2 separate regions of the Mus musculus genome follow, and region 2 is linked to region 1. Evidence: chromatin contacts called from public Hi-C data. All regions are on one chromosome and are shown on one strand. Each heading gives the region's core, a stretch centred on a gene start, on an enhancer-like site or on the middle of the called end of the contact. The rest is flanking DNA. Distances are from core to core; before and after follow the strand shown. Region 1 has its middle 44 kb from the start of Ufl1. Region 2 holds the start of Fut9 (fucosyltransferase 9).

The links. Hi-C and Micro-C count contacts between places; a contact is called where the count stands out from the background.
Region 2: a contact with region 1 is called in a Hi-C map of embryonic stem cells, with 2.9 times the contacts expected there. The contact joins the promoter of Fut9 here to the enhancer-like site in region 1. A contact is called at or near these places in 4 of 39 promoter capture datasets (cranial neural crest, hippocampal neurons and liver), 2 of 484 Hi-C or Micro-C datasets (cerebral cortex and embryonic stem cells) and 3 of 115 datasets of contacts at active chromatin or transcription factors (embryonic forebrain and embryonic stem cells).

The regions. Positions count from the first base shown.
Region 1 is chr4:25,322,164-25,329,192 of GRCm38.p6, forward strand. No RefSeq gene overlaps it. Among named protein-coding and RNA genes, the nearest start is that of Ufl1, 44 kb to the left of the region's middle. Within about 2 kb of position 3,843, at least 4 of the 459 cell types and tissues checked have an H3K27ac peak or open chromatin away from gene starts, as enhancers often do. A contact at or near this core is called in embryonic stem cells, where this site is marked.
Region 2 is chr4:25,796,603-25,803,651 of GRCm38.p6, forward strand. Fut9 (fucosyltransferase 9) reads right to left here and starts at 3,401. Exons shown (of 3, transcript NM_010243.3): 1 at 2,987-3,401.

The DNA of each region.
Region 1 (7,029 bases), core at 2,593-5,092:
ATGAAATTTGCTTCTAAATCGATGGAACTGGAAATACACATTAAGAGAGGTACCCCAAGGATAGGAAACAAACACAACATGTTTTTTTTTTTCTGTCTTAGTTTGGGTTTGACTGTTGTGAACAGACACCAAGACCAAGGCAAGTCTTATAAAGGACAACAATTAATTGGACTGGCTTACAGATTCAGAGGTTCAGTCCATTATCATAGTGTGTGTGTGTGTGTGTGTGTGTGTGTGTGTGTGTGTGCACGTGAGCAAATGTTTTGAAGACAATGAAAAATGGCCAGATGCAGGCAGAACTTGGAAGGGAATTAAACTTTGTAAAGGACCTATCCTCCCTGGGAGATAGTCACATTCATAAGGATTTTTTTAAAAAAATATATACAATTTACTCCGCCACCCAGATGTAACCTACATTTACATAGAACACCCACACTGTAATGACATGAAGGGTCAGAATATACAGTTAAAATTGAAAAGTGATTGAAAATGAAATATAGGAGGCATCTGTAGGCATGTGGAGACAGACAGACGTCTTCATACTTTCCTTGACTGGCCTGTAAACTCTGCAGTGACAGGAGAGACACCAAGGATCTTCCTAGAAAGTTGCCACTAAAAGCAGATGCAAGAGATTTTTAGATTCATCCTGTGGCAAGAAAGACAGTATTTGGGATGTGAGTCTTTCTAAATTAAACCTTCACAGTCTTCCCACCCATTCTCCAACAAACTACTTCAAGTTCTAGGTGACATGCCAGGAAGTTAACTCATTGTCAGAGCAAAATGTTTTCCTGAAGAAGAGAATAGACTCATATTTTCTCCACTGATAACATAATGTTTTGGAGAAATACAGTCCACAATCAAGATAGAAGAGCATATATGAAGTCAGCATATGAGGAAGTTAAACTTCCTTTTATATACGTGCTGAAGAGCCTAGGGGAAACTCTGGCTATAAGACACTAAAATACAAGGAATCATAGATGACTAATGAAAGTTAAATTAGCCAAGGGCATATATGTAATTCCAGCACTTGGGAGGGAAAATAATGAGGATTGTGAGTTTAAGACCATACTGAGCAATGTAGCAAATGTCAGCCAGGGGAACATGGGAAGGCACTGTCTCAAAGATTCAATTACGGAAAAATACTAAAATTCTGTAACTGAAAAGTATATTTCCTGAATGAAAAATTCACTAATGGTTTTCTCAGTAAATTGGATGTCACAGAAGAGAATCAATAAAGTAGGAGGCAGATCAATGACAATTACCTAATCTAAGTATAGGGAGATTTTGTTTTGTTTTTATTTTTTATTTTATTTTTTCTTCCTTTTATTGGATATTTTCTTTACTTAGATTTCAAGTGTTATCCCCTTTCCTGGTTTCCCCTCCGGAATCCCCCTATCCCATCCTCCCTCCCCCTGCTTCTATTACGGTGTTCACCCACCCACTCCTGCCTCCCCACCATGGCATTTCCCTACACTGGGGCACTGAGCCTTCACAGGACCAAGGGCCTCTCCTCCCTTTGATGACCAATTAGGTATATGCAGCTGGAGCCATGAGTCCCACCATGTGTACACTCTGATCAGTGGTTTAGTCCCTGGGAGCTCTGGGGGCGTCTGGTTGGTTGATCTTGTTCTTCTTCCTATGGGGTTGGAAACCTCTTCAGTTCCTTCAGTCCTTTTTCTAACTCCTCCATTGGGAACCCCATGCTCAGTCCAATGGTTGACTGTGAGCATCCACCTATGTATTGTCAGGCTCTAGCAGAGCCTCACACAAGACAGCCATAGCCTGCTCCTGTCAGCAAGGACTTCTTGGCATCAACAACAGTGTCTGGGATTGGTGTCTGTATATGGGATGGATCCCCAGGTGGGGCAGTCTCTGGATGGCCTTTCCTTCAGTCTCTGTTCCACACTTTGTCTCTGTATTTCCTCCCATGAGTATTTTGTTCCTCCTTTTTTGTTAGATATTTTCTTCATTTACATTTCAAATGCTATCCTGAAAGTCCCCTATACCCTCCCTCCCTCTGCCCTGCTCCCCAATCCACCCTCTTCTGCTTTCTGGCCCTGGTATTCCCCTATACTAGGGCATATAATCTTCCTAAGACCAAGGGCCTTTCCTCCCATTGATGACCAACTAGGCCATCCTCTGCTACATATGCCACTAGAAGCAAGCTCTGGGGGGTACTGGTTAGTTCATATTGTTGTTCCTCCTATAGGGTTGCAGACCCCTTTAGCTCCTTGGGTCTTTCTCTAGCTCCTTCATTGGGGCCCTTGTGTTCCATCCAATAGATGACTGTGAGCATCCACTTCTGTGTTTGCCAGGCACCGGCATAGCCTCACAAGAGGCAGTTATATCAGGGTCCTGTCAGTAAAATTGTGCTGGCATATGCAATAGTGTCTGGGTTTGGTGGTTCTTTATTGGGTGGATCCCTGGGTGGGGCAGTCTCTGGATGATCCTTCCTTCCTTCTCAGCTCCAAACTTTGTCTCTGTAACTCCTTCCATGGGTATATTATTCCCCATTCTAAGAAGGAACAAAGCATCCACATTTTGGTCTTCCTTCTTCTTGAGTTTCACTTGATTTGCAAATTGTATCTAGGGTATTCTAAGTTTCTGGGCTAATATCCACTTATCAGTGAGTGCATATCATGTGTGTTCTTTTGTGATTGGGTTACCTCACTCAGGATGATAACCTCCAGATCCATCCATTTGCCTAAGAATTTCATGAATTCATTGTTTTTAATAGCTGAGTAGCACTCCATTGTGTAAATATACCACATTTCTGTATCCATTCCTCTGTTGAGGGACATATGGGTTCTTTCCAGCTTCTGGCTATTATAAACAAGGCTTCTGTGAACATGGTGGAGCATGTGTCCTTATTATAAGTTGGAACATCTTCTGGGTATATGCCCAGGAGAGGTATTGCTGGATCTTCTGGTAGTACTATGTCCAATTGTCTGAGGAACTGCCAGACTGATTTTCAGAGTGGTTGTAGCAGCTTGCAATCCCACCAGCAATGGAGAAATGTTTCTCTTTCTCCACATCCTCGCCAGCATCTGCTGTCACCTGAATTTTTGATCCTAGCCATTCTGACTGGTGTAAGGTGAAATCTCAGGGTGGTTTTGATTTGCGTTTCCCTGATAATTAAGGATGTTGAACATTTTTACAGGGCCTTCTCAGCCATTCAGTATTCCCCAGTTGAGAATTCTTTGTTTAGCTCTGTACCCCATTTTTAATGGGGTTATTTTATTTTCTGGAGTCCACCTTCTTATATTGGATATTAGTCCCCTATTGGATTTAGGATTGTGTCTTTGGCCTTACAAAAGCCTTGCAATTTTATGATGTCCCATTTGTTGATTCTCGATTATACAGCACCAGCCATTGATGTTCTGTTTTTGAATTTTTCTGCTGTGCCATATCTTCGAGGCTTTTCCCCACTTTCTCCTCTATAAGTTTCAGTGTCTCTGGTTGTTCCTCCTTCTAAGAAGGACTGAAGCATCTACACTTTAGTCTTCCTTCTTCTTGAGCCTCTTGTGCTCTTTGAATTGTATCTTGGGCATTCCAAGCTTTTAGGCTATTCACTTATCAATGAATGGATGCAGAAAGTTTTGCATGGCTTCAATGACACAAAAGATAACATGAATCAGTGTAATACATGACTAATTTGAACTACTGAAAGAGCGAGGGCACAGAATGAGCCTGACTGTGGAGAGCTGTTTTGGGTGCCCCTCGGCAGGAATCTGATGTTGGCCAAGGACAAGGAAATGGGCTCCAGGCAGGAATCTGACATTGGAGCATGACAAAGAAGTAAGTTCAGGAAGGGACTTGACATTGGCCAAGGACAAGGAAGTAAGAATTTGGTTTTAGGGTAGAACAAAGAAGTAGGCTCAGATATCTTGATCACCGGAGTGATCATGGGGCTTTGTGTTTATTGTCTTTCTTGTTCCTTGACTATTGTCTTTCTATTTCCTCATTGTGCTGCTTGCTCTTAATACCTGCATGTAATTAAAATGGTATAAAAAGCAGATTGGGAAAATTAAATTTGCCTTCAGTCTCAGAATTGACTGGGGTCATGCTACAATGTTGTCTGTCTTTTTTCTTTTTAATCCTCACTCCCACACTGGAGAACCTGTTGACTGACTGAGTAGGCTTAGTCACATGACAAATGGTTGAAAATACAGTGACTAAAGTTAAGTGAGAAACATTAATGTTTAGATTGAGAAATCAGTGTATGCTAGATAGCAGGAGTACGATGTACTCTTCTTCAAAAGATATAGAAAAGATAAGATAAAGGTAAAAATTTGAAAGCCAGTAAAGAAAAAAATAACATTATAGCTGAAATATGAACAGTAGATATTATAGTCCCTTTTGTTTACTTGACAAAAACCTAGCCATATCTGGGATGAGGGAATATCAATTTAGGAACTAACTCTATCAAATTTGGTTGGGAACATGTCTTTTGGATATTTCTTCTTTTTTAATTTAATTTTTTCATTAATTTGTATTCATTCATTCACTTTACATCCCAATATCTGACCCCCTCCTCCCAGTACCCTCCTTGAACAGCTTCTTTCCTCATTCTGTCTCCTGGCACATAACCCTACTTTGGCACATGAAGTCACTGCAGTACTAGGCATATTCTCTCCCATAGAGGTCAGACAAGACAGCCCACCCAGTTAAGTGAACAGGATCAATAGGCAGGCAACAGGTTCAGGGACAGACCTTGCTCTAGTTGTTGGTAAACATGCATGAGACCAAGCTGCACATCTACTACATATATGCAGAGGGCCTAGGAATAGTCCATGTATGCTCCTTGGATGGTGGTTCAGTTTCTGTGAGCTCCCAGAGGTCCATGATAGTCGACTTTGCTGGTCTTCTTGTAGAGTCTTTGTCCTCCTCAGTTCCCTCAATCCTTCTCCCAACTCTTCTACAAGACTCCCCTAGCACTCATTTAATGTTTGGCTATGGGTCTCTACATCTGTTTCAGTCAGCTGCTGGGTGGAGGTCCTCAGAGGGTAATTATGCTAGTCTCCTCTCTGCAAGCATAACAGAGTATCATTAATAGTGTCAGGAATTGGTTCTTGCTCATGGGGTAAGTCTTGATTTTGAACATTAATTGTTTGGCCATTCCCTCTGTCTGCTCCATCTTTGTCCCTATACATGTTATAGACAGGGCAAAGTTCATGTTGAGGGTTTTGTGAGTGGGTTGTTGTCCTTATCCTTCCACTGGGAGTCCTGCCTGATTACAGGCAATGGCCACTTCAGGCACTATATCTGCTTCTGCTAGGAATCTGAGCTAGAGTCATCCCATAGACCCCTGGGACCTCCCCCCATCCCGGGTCTCTGACATGCTGAATATTTTCTTATTTTCTTATTGATGTAGGTGGTCTCAGTCTACTGTTGGAGGTCCCATCCCTATGTATGTGGGACTAGGCCATCTAAGAACAGAAGCACTGCAAGTCAGGAGAAGCAAAATTTTGCACATTATTTCTCTTTGCTTTAGTTACTGCTTTGGGGTTCCTGCTTTGAGTTTATCCCATGTCTTCCCTCTCTGATAGACTGAATTGTGTAAGCTAAAACAAACCTTACCTTCCCCAAATTGCTTTAGGCAGAGTTCATCAAAGCAAGGGAACAAACTAGGACAGCAGTTGTTTGTTGATCTTGATGTTGAAGGACTAAAGCAATAGACCAGCCCTAGAGCAAAGAGAGCTATCCCTGAAGGATTTTATTTCCAGTAATATATTCTTTAAAATGAGGATTAAACAAAGAATTTTTTTTACTAAACCAAATTTGGGAGATAATAATTATCAGAAGGCCTGTGCTTTTTAATACTTGGCAAAGAATATTTTTCATCCTGAGAGGGAAATCACATCCTAGAAAAATTACACCCACTGGAAAGTAATAAGAGGATAAGTAATAAGTGCAAATATGTAGGTAGATATAAAGGGAATGGACACTTTTTCCCAATATAGTTGACATTATTTTCAATACAATGGATTGAACCTGGGCTTTTCATGTGCCTGACAAGTACTCTGACACTGAGCTACATCTCTAGGCTATGATAACTGACTTTGGAGGTTAATAATATATTTAGAACACAGAAAAAGTGTTTGTACACAGTAGCACAAAAGACAGAAGGAGGAAAATGGAATTTTATTTTTGGAAAAATTTTAATTATATGTAATCTAAATTAATTGATGAGATAAACACATAAAATAATCTCATTGCCATAGATATACAGTAAGCAACTTCACTGAAATATGTTTAAAATTATTTGAATAATGTCCAACAACAAGAACATGTAGAAGAAGTAAAGCCTACTAGTAAACTAATGTTCTTAATTCCACTATAAAGTAATTGTATTGAAATTTGAGTTTACAGAGCAGACAAGAGACAGAGTAGATGGCAACAGAGATGGAATGAATAAGTGGTGAGTAAGGCCAGGGGTATCATTGTGCTATCCACTTAAGGCATTGTACAGTAAAAAACTGTTTGAAAAAATGTGGTACTTCTATATCATCTCTCCTTTACTTGCTATCTATCTTCTATCTTAGAAATTCCAGCCCTTTTGGAATGGGAAAGCGGAGAGGTAAGATGTAGCTGCTAGAGTTTCCTGGTATCATGGCAGATCCACAAGAGTTTGCCACCGAAGGAATCAGATTTTAAAAAGGCTTACAAGATTAGGTTCTAGTTGTTGCACCCAGAGATTGAGTTACCATTATTTCTGAAAAAAAAAAAGTCCATAGATTCATTAGACTTAGTTTTGAATCATACATATATCTCAGTATTGTTAATTGCTTATTTCCTTTTCTTCATTCATTGTGCCCTCAAATATCCAGGTCCTAAATTTTATTTATTTTGGATACTTGTAACAGTCCAGAAGGTACATAAATATCTAACACCTAATGAGGCAAAAGAGTTGGTCTGGTACAGTCATAATTGCTTATTTCCTGTATGATTACTTTCACTTAATACCATCTAGCAAAATAATGCACGCGCGTGTGCGCGCACACACACACACACACACACACACACACA
Region 2 (7,049 bases), core at 2,151-4,650, 470 kb after region 1:
ATACTGAAGCTAAAAAAAAAAAAAACCTACAAAAAAAAGCGCTTATATAATGACTTGCTATCCATTCCATTGGCTGCTTTTTCAGCTAAGAAAATGTTTGTGTTTTAATATACAGACTTTTGTGAATTAAATCATATGTAAATGTACATAAAATCGAGTAAGATGTTCACCAATGTAAATTCGCCAGCATGAGATATTTACCTCCATCAAACATTGTAAATTTAAGCATTAGTTTATACATTCCTTGTCCAAAGTCTTGGTTTTAAATTTGTTTAGAACTCAGTTCACTTAGACAGATTACATGAGTTTGCCTTTGCATCTCAGATTCTAGAAATAATCACTTCATAAAAAGGAGAAAATGTTGTGTTAGTTTTTTTTCCTAAAAAAAAAAAAGGAGGCTTCTGAAAAATCACATTGGGAAACAGCTACTACCTAAAACTTTAGGGATTGTGCTCAGTTATCGTCATCTGGGTAAGTTTCAAGCTGGTGGTCACAGGTTCTTTATTTTCACCCCATGTTCGTCATCTCCCTCAGCCTTTATCTCTTCACCTTACATTCTCAGTAAAACCATGCATGGACTAAAGGCAACTTGTTGATGAAATTCCTGTGTCATTTACACAACTGCTAATCCCCTTTGCCAAGGCAAATATTGACTTTACACCTGTCCTCTTGGTAGCAATGTAAAGAAGAGCATCACACACTCACCAATGCACCATTCCAATACTGGTGTTCCTGTCTCTTCATCTGTTATATTTGATGATTTTGCAGAGTCTTCCTAACTACAGGACCTTTAAATCCAGAAGGGTTTTGACTTCTGTATAAGAATCCATAACAAGAACCTCTGCTCTATTTTATGAGAAATTCATTTTCATGTTCATAGATGATTCTTAGGCAGTGTTAATATTTTGACATAAACTACAATGCTGTTAGAATGCTTTGATCTCAACTTCTGCTTACCACAAAAACAGAGCATTCAGCATTACTCCAAGCTCTGCTTCGTTCAACTGTGACGTATCTATTCAGTGAAGACTCATTATTGCTGGATATACTGTACATACCAATTACCCTATTGCTAAACAAAATACAAATATCTCCAGAGGGAAATTTAAAAGATTCTTTAATTCATCTTCTAAGTCGCCTATTGTCCACTCGGCATGCCATATGTGAATGTCTGCAGCAGTTGCAAACTTAAATACATAGTTTTGAGTATTTTTCTTAGTCCAACAGTAAGGTTAATTAGGCAAATTTCTGTATTTAGGAAACCAACAGTAGTACACCTGGCCCTCGTGAATTTTGGTGCAGCTGAACACATTTGCTGAAAACCACTGCTGGTCACTTTGCTCCTGCCCTGAGACAAGGACTACCAAGAAAGCAAAGTGAAATAAAATGCTTGACAATGGGAAAGGTGGGATTTTAAAGGTAATCATTGGTAAACAAACTCATCGTATATTTGATCAAATTTCCCTTTCTATTTTATATAGAGGGAGAATCGCCTGTCCAAGAAGAGGACTGAAAACATCATCCTCTCCACCAACTGCAAACAGGAGAATGGCAAGTCAAGTCTCATTCCCCCTAAATTGCTTACAGTAATATCAAAACACTTATTCACACAGTCCATTCTTAAATAGGGTATTCCCCTTCAAAGTTTCTTACATTTCTTTGAATACTCCCAATTTTCCTTAAACATTAACCCTATGTTCACGTCTGTGCAGTAAGATGCCGCCACACAATATTTTACAAGTTGTTTGAATGTAAATCATAAGTTGTATGGGATCTTGCTTTTCACTACAGCACAGAGGAATCTTGAATACAAATTTTAGTATTTAAATCACCTCCTTTCCTGTTCACAGGAACCCTCCACTCCCCGTCAGATTCACTCTTTGAACACAATGCTTATTTTTGTTCAAGCTAACCACAAATGATAAGCCTGATTCCAGCAGGAAGGTCTGCTGCATTCAGGAAACTCATTAGGATAGCTAGAGACTACACCTACACCGCCCCTGAAGCGCGTGGTGTGGAAGTTCTCTGTACAACCTTCCGCTCTTAGGTCAATAAACACAAAGGAAATAAGGGCTTTAACTTATTGAAATTTAAAATCATAACAACAATAATAAAGCGATTGTAAACGGTATGTCTGGTTCCACCTCTTTTTAAAAAAGCTGCCTATCCTTAAAAGTTGCCGCCGAGATTTGGTGGCGTAGCTTAGGGAGATTCACAGCTGGACTGTGTAAGGTGCTCTGCTCTAAACCTGAAAAAAAGGTAGATTCTGTGATAACAGGTAAAATAATATGGGCCCTTCCTTGTGCTCAGCGGACAAGCCCTCAGACAAGAAGGAATCTAAGCGATGTAAATAGTTGGGCACTTTGAAACAATGACAAAAAGTTTAGTCCCAAAAGATTTCCTGTTTTTGTCCTCTTTCCATGGTTGATTATCACCTTAATAGCCCAGGTGCAGAGACACAATAAACAGAACACACCGCGTGTCAGTGTGGGTTTGGAGGTGAGTGTCAGAAAAGCTTCAAGACAGCATCATGTGGAAGCAATGAGGTCAGCATTCACTAAGTCTCTGAGGAGGAACGGGATGGCAGGACCAATGACTCTGTGGTCAGGCTTTGAGGGAAGGTGGGTCAGAGGAGGACTTTGTGGAGAAACCTAGGTCCGAGCGCTAGGCAGAAGACAGAATTCACAAAAACCTGGGGACAACAAGGGCAGCAATGACTCTCTTTGAAGTGACACCAGGAGAAGGCTATCTGCCCGGGGAATGAGGGTAGCAGCGGGAGGGCAGGAGGGTGACAAGGGACTAAGATGTACAAGCAGCTATCTCTGGAAGAGAAAGGGTTCAAGTTCCAAGCTGGTTGAGTTAAAACCAAATGTCCCCGGGGACCTGTGCCAGGAGGGTACCCAGCAGGTGGTCGGGGTGCCTCATCTAACGATGTACGGTGGGCGCTCAGTCCTGTGCCTGACCCCCTAGAGTCTCTGGTACTCACCGATCCCAGCGAGGGAAAGCTCCATCCAGGGCGCGGGAGGGCAGCGCGGCGCGGGCGGGACGAGGGCTGGCGGTGGTGGCGGCGCTGTCCTAGTAGCGTAGCCGGAGTCCGGGGGTAGCCAAGAGGCGAGAGCGGCGGCGGGGTCTCAAGGCACCGGGTGAGGAAAGATCCAGGGCTCCAGAGCTGCAGCGCCCCGCGCGCTCTCTTCCCATCTCCCGGGCTGCCGAGGTTGCTGCTGCCCAGAGCAGCCAGGAGAGGGGGAGGGGAGCAGGCACGCGGCAGGGAGGGAGAGCAAAGAAAGCAGGGAGGGGGGAAGGGATGCGCGAGGGGAGATGGAGATGATCACCGAGAGTTGGGAAGAGAAGGGAGGAGCATAGCAGCCGGGTACAGGTTCCCACCAGAGGAGCTCCAAAATGAGCCTGTGGGTCTTGCCCCAATACCCTGCCGCTCCATGCTAACCCCCTTCGCGCCCTTTCCTTTGGCTCTTCCTCCGGTGACTGTGCCTGGGAGTACCCACGCTCGGCTGCGGATGCAGTTTCAGCAAGCCACCGCGTGTGTTGAGTCGGGAGGCTGCAGAGACACAGCATTGCTCTCCAGGCCTGTGGCACCTGTGCGCGCACACATAGCCACTGGTTCCATTGCTGCGTCTCCGATATGCAGACTCTTAGTCTGCCACCCTCCTCCACTCTCCTTTTAGGTCAAACTGTGGACTTGCAGCAACCGCTTCTGTCAGTTCCTTATTGCTGTCCCCCACCCCCACCCCCCAGGCGCTATTTGGCACGGACTGTCCAGCCAGAAGGCGACAGCAGGGAGCTCAATGCAGGCAACCTTCTCCAGTCCCTTGTATCTGCTGCCTGTGTTTGTTCTTCACTGGGGTTGACCAGCTAAAGTCCGGGGTCAGGTTGGGGGGTGATTAAAATTAAACTAAAATAGGAGGGGCAGATTGTCTGGAACCAAATTCTCAGTGATTTGGGAAGGTTGTAAATGTGAAGGGCAGTGTTGTGCTCAGAATTGACTCTTCTCTGTAAGCAACATTAAAATATAAATTCATAGGTAGATAGACACATAGAAAGATAGATGGATAGATAGATACATGGATGGATAGATAGAAAGACAGAAAGAAAGGTAGGAAGGAAAGAAGGAAGGAAGGAAGGAAGGAAGGAAGGAAGAAGGAAGAGAGAGAAAGAAAGGATAGATGGATGGATAGATAGATAGATAGATAGATAGAGCTCCACTTTGCAAAGTTTTTGTTTATTTTGTTGGACTACAAGTCAATCCTCGAAATTTACTTTTAGACTACGATTCAAATACATATAGAAAGTATATTTAGGGGCTCCTCTTACACTCAAGAATCAAGGAATAAATTCACACATTTAGTAAATATAACGACAATCAGAGTATCGCTGACTGATTTCTGTGAACCTTGATTTTGTTTCATAATCTTCGCATTCTGATTGGAAATAGGCAGCAGACAGGAAGCAAGTGGATGATGTGTGTAATGATACAGGTAGAAAAAGTAGTCTAGTTAAACTCTCTTCAAATGATACAGTAAGTATCCCTGTACTTCTTAGCAGAGCACTGGAGAAAGGAAGTTCTGGGGTGTGTGTGTGTGTGTGTGTGTGTGTGTGTGTGTGTGTGTGCATGTGTGTGTGTGTGTGCATGTGTGTGTGTGTGTGTGTGCATGTGTGTGTGTTGCATGTGTGTGTGTGCATGTGTGTGTGGGTGTGTGTGTGGGTGTGTGTGCATATGTGTGTGTGTGCATGTGTGTGTGAGTGCATGTGTGTGTGTGCATGTGTGTGTGGGTGTGTGCGTGTGTGTGTGTGCATGTGTGTGTGCATGTGTGTGTGTGCATGTGTGTGTGTGTGTGTGTGCGCGCGCGCGCGCGTGTGTGTGTGTGTGTGTGTGTATGTGCACCAAGCATGTGTCCATGGGCTCACACTGCTTTTCTGAATGTAGAAATCTTCATGTGCTAAAGGATCTTAGTCTCTAAAATAATTTAGACATTTTACTTTACATAATTATGCCTTATATAACAAATGTACTCATATTAAAATAAATGCTTTCTCAGTTATGAATGCAGTGTGAAAAACATTTTTACTGCAACAAGTCAGCCTTACATATTATTGAAAAACTTCTATCTCTTCCTGTATTGTTTTACTTGAAGAAAAATAAAAGTTAAATTTTAGTGATAAGTTACTATTTGACAGTGTCTCTAACTTGTTAGACTCTTTCATGTTCAGCATGCATGCCAATGAAAACATTTGGTTTCATGTCTTTTTGATGATCAGAATAAGAGGACCATCTATTCAGTAAGGGCCAATGGGCCAGACGCCTCAGCTTCTAGAGCACATGTTGCTGTGTCCAGCATGTACACACAGCAGTACACCAGGTAGACCCACCGATTATTAATCATTTAAAGAACATGGAAAGGTAATGATTGATGAAGCATAATATCCCACTCAGCACTCTTACTCAGAGATGAATCATGAAGTTTGCAAATGGCAGTAACTGTTTAATTAATTGTGGTTACTGAGAATTAATAAAGTACAAACTTCCAGACAAAGGGGAGAGGGAATCACATGGGCAGATTTACATTTTAAATGTAAATAAATAAAATAACAACAAAAAACAAATTTCCTCATATATGATTAGGATATCCCCGACTTTAATGTAGTGATTTATATAATTTTCATATAGTTGAGACTTTTGGGCTTTCATACAATATATTGTATTATTAACCCCTACCTCCTAAATCCTTCCATAATCTAACCCTATCCCCACCTCAATTTCATATCCTTTGATTGTGTTTTTTATAAGTGTAGTAGTTTAAGTGAGAGGAACCTCCTTAGGCTAATAAATTTTGTTGGGTTCCAGTGGTTGCAACTATTAGGGGAGAATTAAGGAATATGACCTTGTTAGATGAGGCATGTTAGTAAGGGTGGGCATGAGGTTTTAAAAAAATCTTCTACCATCTATAGTGTGCTCTCTGCCTCTTGCCTCTAGTTTGAGATGGTACTGGATTTGAAGACACAAAGTGGTCATGGAGAGCAGCTAAGGCCTGACACTGTAAAAGGCCAGCAACAGCCATTAGTGAAGGTACAGCCTCAATTGCAGTTGATGGCCCAGGACTGAAGGGGTCATGCAAAAAATTTGATGTTTGGTACCATGAGGAGAGCCTATAAGAGGTTTTTGGTGATGTCTAGTTGCAGGAAAAGACTCCAGCGTATTGGAGATGCCAGTACCATGGAATACCCACAGAGAACAGCGGCAGCAGTAGAATGGAGTGAACTAGAGTGCTACAGAGGGCAGAGCTGGAGAAGTCACTCAAGTCCCTTGGAGGAGTCCAGAAGATCATGTGTAGTTTCAATACATTGGAACAAGTAGTTGTAAAATTGAAGTTGCCTTGGAGACTGGAGATATTAGTGATGCCAGAGCTATGGGATACATGCTAATGAAAGCTGCTAACAGGGTGTGGAACCAGCCAAAGAGAATCAACTGTGTTGAAGTCAACAAAATGAAAGGAGTTGGATATCAGACATGGGCAGGCAGAGTCTGGAGGTTGCTCAGCTGGTTTTTAATCTTGATATGGTCCAGTATTTCCTTACTATAACCTTTTAGATTGGTAATGTGTACCCTGTGTCATGACATGTTGGAATTCTGACATCTGCTTTTTGCTTTTAATTTTATAGGGGATTACAGTTAAAAGATTGCAAGAATCTCAGAAGATATTTTGAACTAGGGATTCTTTACATCCTTAAGACTGTTGTGGACTATGGAAACTTTTGATGTTGGACTAAATGTAATTTTGCATTATACTATAGTTAAGAATGGCCCCATAATGTGTTTCTACAAACCTATGGGGGCCAGGAACTGGAATGTGGTTGTTTGAATAGACATGAAAAACTTATCAAAAATGCCAAGATCAAATGTAAATGTCACTTGAAAGGGGTGGGGTTGCTGAGAGTGGTCCCAATGTCATCTTCTCTAAGAATGTACAGACAGACCTGTACTTCAGAAAACTGAGAATTTCACTTGGGAAGGGGAAATTTATGTTCCTTGGCAC